2 separate regions of the Mus musculus genome follow, and region 1 is linked to region 2. The links are chromatin contacts, called in public promoter capture Hi-C maps. All regions are on one chromosome and are shown on one strand. The core of a region is the stretch at or near the end of the contact, and the rest is flanking DNA. Distances in the headings are between cores, read along the strand shown.

Region 1 (3,924 bases), core at 1,124-3,623, 170 kb before region 2:
CCCTCAGGTAGCTGCGCCTCACCCTCACCTGGCAGCATCTTCCCCTCTAGAGCCCGTGATGTTTGACTCAGATCTTAGAGGGCGTTCACATCCTCTGTGCACAGGCTGGATGTACTCCATAAAACCTGCTCAGAAGAGGAAGCTGGAGAGATGATTCAGTAGTTAAGAACATTTGCTGCTCTTCCAGGGAACCCAAGCTGGGTCCCACGTGCACCACACAACTATACCTGGTGTGGTTGCATACATAAAAGGCAAAACACTCAAGCTCATAGAATAAAAATAAGTTAAAAACAAAACCAACAACCCTTGCTGTCTTAGTTTGGGTTTCCATCGATGTGAAGAGACACCATGACCATAGCCACTCTCACTCTCACATTTCATTGGGGCTGGCTTACAGGCTCAGAAGTTCAGTGCATTATCATCATGGCAGGAAGCATGGCAGAAATATGCTGGGGAAGGAGCCAAGAGTTCTACATCTTGATCCACAGGCAGCAGAAGGAGACTGTGTTCCACATTGGGTGGAGTTTTAGCACAGGAAACCTCAAAGCCTGGCCCCACAACACCACACCGACTCCAACAAGGCCACACCTCCTCATAGTGCCACTCTATATGGCCCAAGCATTTAAACACACGAGTCTCTGGGGGGCCATTCCTATTCAAACCACCGCACTTGCCTAGAAGAGCAGAGAGCAGATAACTGAGATAGGTTCACACCTGTAATCCTAGCACTCAAGAGGTTGGGACAGGATGAACAGGATGAATGTCATAAGTTCAAAGCCAGCCTGAGCTACAAAGTAAGATTCTGTCTTCAAACAAACAAACTGGTAAGATCAGTAATTCAAGTTCATACTTAGCTACATAGTAAGCTTGAGTATAGTCTAGCTACAGGAGACTTCAGAGAGAGAGAGAGAGACAGAGAACATGTCACCATAACTCCTGGGTCATCAGCACATATGTCACATCCATAGCTTATGTTTATACTTTATCGATTTTCTTTATTGTTTAAAAATAACAATAATAACAAGCTGGGTTTGGTGGCACACAACTTTAATCCCAGCACTCAGGAGATCTCTGTGAATTCTAGAACAGCATAGTCCATGTAGCATGCTCCAAGACAACAAGGACTATAAAGATAGACCCTGTCACAAATAAGTAAGTAAATAAGTAAACAAACAAATACAATAACAATACTGATAATATATTTTTTGTTTGCATTTTGGAGACAGATTCTTGCTGCATTATCCAGGATAGCCTTGATCCCCAGCACTTAACCAACCCACTTATCTCAGCTTCTCTCAGCTGAGTCTGGCTAGACTTTAAAGTTGTGTGTGTGTGTGTGTGTGTGTGTGTGTGTGTGTGTGTGTGTGTGCACTCGCACACATGTGCATGGAGGTCAGAAAATGACATCAGAGGTCTTCCTTAGCCACTCTGTTTACATGTTAATGTCTCTAGCTGAACCTGTAACTCACCAATGTGATGAGCTGGGCTAACCAGCTTGCCCCTGGGATCTCTGTCTCTAGTTCCCTAGTGCTAAGAGTGCAACCCAGCCACAGTGCTAGCCCAGTTTACCTGGGTGCTGGGGACATGAACTCCAGTTCTCAAGCTTGCTTAACAAGTGTGTTAATGCCGGGCAGTGGTGGCCCACGCCTTTAATCCCAGCACTCGGGAGGCAGAGGCAGGTGGATTTCTGAGTTCGAGGCCAGCCTGGTGTACAGAGTGAGTTCCAGGACAGCCAGGGCTACACAGAGAAACCCTGTCAAAAAAAAACAAAACAAAACAAAACAACAACAAAAAAAAGTGTGTTAACTGCTGAGCCTCTCCTGCCTTATTTATTTATTTGGGAGGGGGTGTGCATGCCACAGGGATGGCAAGGTTGGGGGATAACTAGCAGAACTTTTCTCCTTCCACCATGCAACCCTGGGATCCTACTCAGTTGATGAGGCTTGGTTTCAAGTGTCTTTGTCCACTGAACCATCTCATCAGTCCTCCTCAGCTCTTAAAAAGCAATTCTCTGAAAGTATTTTTATCTGGGCATGATGGCATGTGTCTGTAACCGCCGACGATGGAGGCGGTAGCAGGAGGACTGCCACAAAATGAAGGCCAGTTTGATCTAACAGTGAAGGCTCCATGTCTAATAATTAATCCATCTATTTTTAGTGTTTCAGCATTGGTCTTTGAATACGGTGTAATTAAAAATGTATGAGTTAATCTATTTTTAGTGCTTCAACATTAGTATTTGAATAGAATGTAGTTAAAAGGGCAGCAGAACACTCAGGAATCAGAGAGCATGTGACTGGTCAAGTACAGCCTGCAAGGATATTCCAGTAGAAAAGAAAGAAAATTTATGCTGAAGCGTGCTTCCTCTGTGCAGCCAGCAGGTGGCAGTCTCGTCCAGAAGTGCACAGTAAACCGGTTTCCCAAGACTCTAGCAGCAAAGACATGGGTGGGCACCGTGGAAGTGACTGCATGTGTACACCAGCTTTAGATTTAGTCTGTTCGCTGTCAAGGCATGATCATCTTCATCTGTAAAATGATTTATAGACAGAGTAACAGAAAAAAAAAACTCTGTAGAATCCTACAGAGTATGAGGCTGAAGGGAGGTGCTGGTTAACTGAACTTTATGTAGAGGCATTCAGGCTTCCAGTTATGGAGGAAAAGGAAGTGGCTGCTCTTTATGGAAGGTTGCTGGGAGGAGGCACAAAAGGATTTCCGGTTACACAAAGTCCCTAGTCAAAAACCACCTGTGATGCAATCTGTCTGGGCAAGTGTCGGACCCCAACCTCTTCTGTCATGAAAAGATCTTCCCTAAGCAAAAAGGAGGGTACGTCATAGAAAAGCCTGTGCATAGCCACGAGCTGGCTAAGACAGATTTCCTTCATAATGTCAGCCCCTTTAAGAGAAGGGCGGCCTTCCAGACCTGTTCCTATCTACAAGAGGCCGTACAGTTTCTCTGATAACCAACTCTGATGCTGGGCATGGTGGCACATACCTTTATTCCCAGCACTCAGGAGGCAGAGGCAGGTGGATCTCTATGAGTTCAAGGCCAGCCTGGACTACATAGTTAGTTAGTTCTAGGCTATCTGGGACTATGTAGAAAGATCCTGTCTCAAAAAAACAAAAACAAAAACAAAAAAAACCCAAACAAACAAAAAAACAAAACAACAACAACAAAAAAAACAGTAGCAAAAAGCAATTCTAAAATGCCAAAGCCAAACACACACACACCTGGGATGGAATATTTTATTCTCCCGCACACACGGGATATCCAAGTGCTGGACCACTTATTTTGTTCCTTTGTTTTGTTTCGAGACAGGATTTCTCCATGTAGCCCTGGCTGTTCTGGAACTCACTCTGTAGACCAGGCTGACTTTGAACTCAGAGATCTGCCTGCCTCTGCCTCCCAAGGCAGAGGTCAAAGGCGTGCGCCACCACCAACTTTGGTTACTTGGCCACTTGTAAGGTCCTTTTGCCACAGGAACATTAACCCTGGTAGAAGCTTTCCTGCTCACTGGCCCCCTAACAAGGCCACTTGCCCTCAACTTCTTCATCTGTTCAGAGGGATCAGCAGGAAAGCACGAGGCATCCTGGTGCAGACAAGGGTGAGTTGTTTTGCTTTGGTTTTTTTAGACAGAGTCTTAGACAGCTTAGACTGGCCTCAAACTCTATATGAAGTAAGCAGTGGCCCTCCAGCTCCCGAGTGTTGCTCTTATAGGCACGTGCTGCCTCATCCAGCTTCAGGCTGTGGGCTTTCTGGACTTGAGATATGACTCTTTCCTCTTGAACTAAGTGTCCATGGCATCCACCTTACATCTGCTGATCACTGCCCCCTCTATCTCCTCAGCACAGGTCCTGTAGCGAGCGCATGCCCCATCCGGGTTGGCCAAGGGGTGGGGATGAGTCCGTAAAGTGCTTGCTCAGAGAGCA
Region 2 (3,746 bases), core at 142-2,641:
CTTTGGAGGTAGAGGCAGGTGAGTTCAAGACCAGCCTAGTCTAGAATAAATTCCAGGATAGCCAGAGCTACACAGTGAGACCCTGTCTTGGAGGAAAAAAAAAACACCCCAAACAAACAAAAATTTAAGTTAAAAAATGAAGGGCTAGGGCTGGTGAGATGGCTCAGTGGGTAAGAGCACCTGACTGCTTTTCCGAAGGTCCGAAGTTCAAATCCCAGCAACCACATGGTGGTTCACAACCACCCGTAATGAGATCTGACTCCCTCTTCTGGAGTGTCTGAAGACAGCTACAGTGTACTTACATGTAATCAATCAATCAATCAATCAATCAATCTTTAAAAAAAAAAATGAAGGGCTGGAGAGATGGCTCAGCGGTTAAGGGACTGCTCTTCCAGAGGTCCTGAGATGGTGGCTCACAACCATCTGTAATGGAATCCGATGCCCTCGTCTGGTGTGTCTGAAGACAGCTGCAGTGTACTCATATTAAAAAAAAAATCTCTTGAAAAAAAAATAAAACAAATTCTTACTCTTATGCTCAATGGATCAAGTGCTTTTATGCAAGCACGAGGACTTGAGTTTGGATCAATCCTCAGTATCCACATAAAAACTGGGGAAGGTAGCATGTGTGTCTCTACCTCCTGCACTGGGTGTGGAGGCAAAGACAAAGAGATCCCAGTCTAGCAGAAATAGCAGGTTCAGGTACAGTGAGGACCATGCCTTAAAGGGGGGATGGGCAGGGGAAGACACATGATGTTAACTTCTGGCCTTTACACAAGTACATGTGTGCAAGTAACTGACATACACATACATAACTCAATATATAACCGAGGCTGGACTTGAACTCATGACTGTCCTGTCTCAGCCTCTGGAGAGATGGGATTACAGCTGCATACTACCATACCTGGTATGCTTCACTGTTAGCTGTAGCTGTTTGTTTATCTACAAAAAAGTGTTAGTTGTGTAACATTTAGCTCTGGTGGTTGAAGCACTTGAGACCATCAATCACATGGTAGCTGGCCATTTCATCATATGCAGTGTTTGAATCTGAACGAGGGAAAAATTATACAGTTCTTTCCAAAAATCAAAATTAGTGAAATCCATAGGAAAAGCAAATATGGTCAATTTGAAGCTAAATTCTGAAGAGAACTCCAAATGGCACACACACAGCTCTGAAATATATTAATTCATCCATTACATGACAATTTGAGACTGTAGAAAAGTTTGTGACTGTCTAATTATGAGCTATCAACTTAATAGAGTTCTGGATCTAACTTGGAGTGTTTAACATATCAGTTCTTAGGCTCACAAAAACCTTGAATCACTTGAATGTCCTGAGAGCAATAATTTCCAGCCAGGCAATTTTTGGCTCTGTTGCTACATGGCCTTCCTCCCTGTATTGTTTCTTTATTGTTGCCACAGTAACTGGAAACTCTGACTAAAGATTACAGGCTCTTGGAGAGGCTTCTTTTCTGTCTTGCTTTATCGAAGTGAATTCCACTTGGGAGCAGAACGGGTAACCAGAATGTCTACCCATGAAGCAAGACTGCACAAACAAGGCCGAGAAAACAAATAAGACTGTGAACTTTGATTTCTCAAAAATTATGTCACATTCAAATATTCCTACTTGATTTTTACTTCTCTGATTGACGTTTCTATCTTTTCTACAGTTTTTATTCATTCCAAGAGTAAAACTGTACTCCTACTCCATAAAAAGTGTTACACTTGGGCGTTCAAAATTCTAACCCATTTTATGAAGTTAGCATGATCCTGATGCCAAAACCAGACGATAGGATAAATATTTACTCATTATACAGACACAAACAAGCTATACAAATTAAAAACAAATCAAAATTATACGAGTAGGAGCAATGGCACAGACAAGTAATAATGTCTGTATGGAGACAGGGTAGGGGGCTACAGCAACTTCAAGGCCAGCCCTACCTACACAGTGAGTTCCAGGGCAGCCAGCAAAACACACTAACCCTGTCCCAAACAACAGAAAACTCAAGCAGGACAGTGGTGACACACACCTTTAATCCCAGCAGTTGGGAGGCAGAGGCAGGCGGATTTCTGAGTTTGAGGCCAGCTACACAGAGAAACCCTGTCTCGAAAAACAACAACAACAAAACAACAGAAAACCCTACTTAAAAACCAGACTAGCCAGGTGCTGGTGGTGCACACCTTTGATCCCGGCACTTGGGAGGCTAAGGCAGGTGGACCACTGTGAGTTTGAGGCCAGCCTGGTCTACAGAGTGAGTTCCAGGACAGCCATGGCAGACTGTTTAAGACAGGGTTTCTTTGTGTAACCCTGGTTGTCCTGGAACTCTCTCTAGACCAGGCTGGCCTGGAACTCAAGTGATCCCCTTGACTCTGCCTCTCAAATGCTAAGATTAAAGGCATGAGCCACTACTGCAAGGCAGTAACTAGCTCTGACTAAAGGAGGATAGCTGACACTAATGCTGCAGAGACATTTGTAGCTTCTGTTTCCACTCTCACAGAACCTGCTGTTTGCAAACAAGTCACGGTCAGGCTCCTGGATGATGAACTAAATCAAGGAGAAGCCCAGCTCTCGAAGCTGAGCACCCAGATATCTTTCTCAGTCCTGGGATGGATGGTGGCCTCTGAGTTAAGAATGATAGCTGTGGTCACAGCAACACCACAGCCTCTTCCAGAATATTAGAACCAGGCACCTGAAAGCCTGAACAGGCCATTAGAGAAGATGGTAGATGAAGGCTCCTATGGTGCAATGGAGAGAGAGAGCACCTGGGCTTTGAATCTATAGACAATGGCAGATCTGATATTGAAGCAATGCTTGAGGCTCCTTAGAAAAGGAAAACATACTAAGCAATTCTAAGTCTGAAGAACACAGCAAGAGGAGGTAGGGGCCAAGAGCAGAGACTACCAGCGACAGAGAGGTAAAGTAGGGAACAAGGCAAAGCACAGGCAGGCGGATCTCTGCCTCATTAATTAATTAATTAACTAACTAATTGAAGCAAAGTAGAAATTAATCAAAAGAGTAAAAGCCTTGGAAGGAAGTGAAGCAGAAGTAAAGAAAAGAGGTGGAGCCACCAGAAACACTGAAACCACAGGCATGAAAGCAGCCACGGAGTCCCTCTCTGTTCCAAAGCTCAACAGTGACATCTGAGTAAGGCTGGATGGAGCTGAAGAAATGGCTCAGAAGTAAAGAGCACTGGCTGCTCTTGAAGAGGACCCTGCTTCTGTTCTCATCATCCACATAGAGGCTACCAACCGCCTGTAACTCTAGTCCCAAGGGACCTGAAGCTGTCCTCTGCTCTCTGTGCAAGGGACCAAGCATGCACATAGTGTACAGACATACACACAGGCAAAACCTACGTGGACTAGCCCATAGCATCAAGTCAAGCAATGATGTTCATGAGGAAAAGACCCTTCAGGGCTGGCATGATGGTGTATCCTTGTAATCCTTCCACCCGGGAGGCCAAGGCACAATTCCTTGAGTTTAAGGCCACAGCCCATACTATTTATAACGACACCCCAACACAGAATACCCAGATCAACAAAAGATTCAGAAAACACAAGAAGCTGGGCATAGTCTCTCAAAAACCAAAACAAAAAGAAAACACAAACAAAAGACAAGAGCTCTGAAAGGTTAACATTAATGTAAAATCCTGGGATATGAGATGTCAGGACAGTTTACTGCAGGCACTAGACACCAATAATCCAAATAAGGGATTTCAAAGAGTTTGTTTTCTTTTCTTTTTTTTTTT

What was found. Capture Hi-C pulls out chosen DNA fragments and counts their contacts.
Region 1: a promoter capture Hi-C map of adipose tissue shows a contact between it and region 2. The contact joins two enhancer-like sites. A contact is called at or near these places in 2 of 115 datasets of contacts at active chromatin or transcription factors (embryonic stem cells and memory CD8 T cells) and 2 of 9 other capture datasets (adipose tissue and liver).

Annotation. Positions count from the first base shown.
Region 1 is chr4:117,217,505-117,221,428 of GRCm38.p6, reverse strand. All of the region lies in intron 7 of Armh1 (armadillo-like helical domain containing 1), which reads left to right. Among named protein-coding and RNA genes, the nearest start is that of Gm23287, 8.6 kb to the right of the region's middle. Within about 2 kb of position 2,373, at least 48 of the 459 cell types and tissues checked have an H3K27ac peak or open chromatin away from gene starts, as enhancers often do. A contact at or near this core is called in adipose tissue, where this site is marked.
Region 2 is chr4:117,046,721-117,050,466 of GRCm38.p6, reverse strand. All of the region lies in intron 4 of Eif2b3 (eukaryotic translation initiation factor 2B, subunit 3), which reads right to left. Among named protein-coding and RNA genes, the nearest start is that of Eif2b3, 29 kb to the right of the region's middle. Within about 2 kb of position 1,391, at least 30 of the 459 cell types and tissues checked have an H3K27ac peak or open chromatin away from gene starts, as enhancers often do. A contact at or near this core is called in adipose tissue, where this site is marked.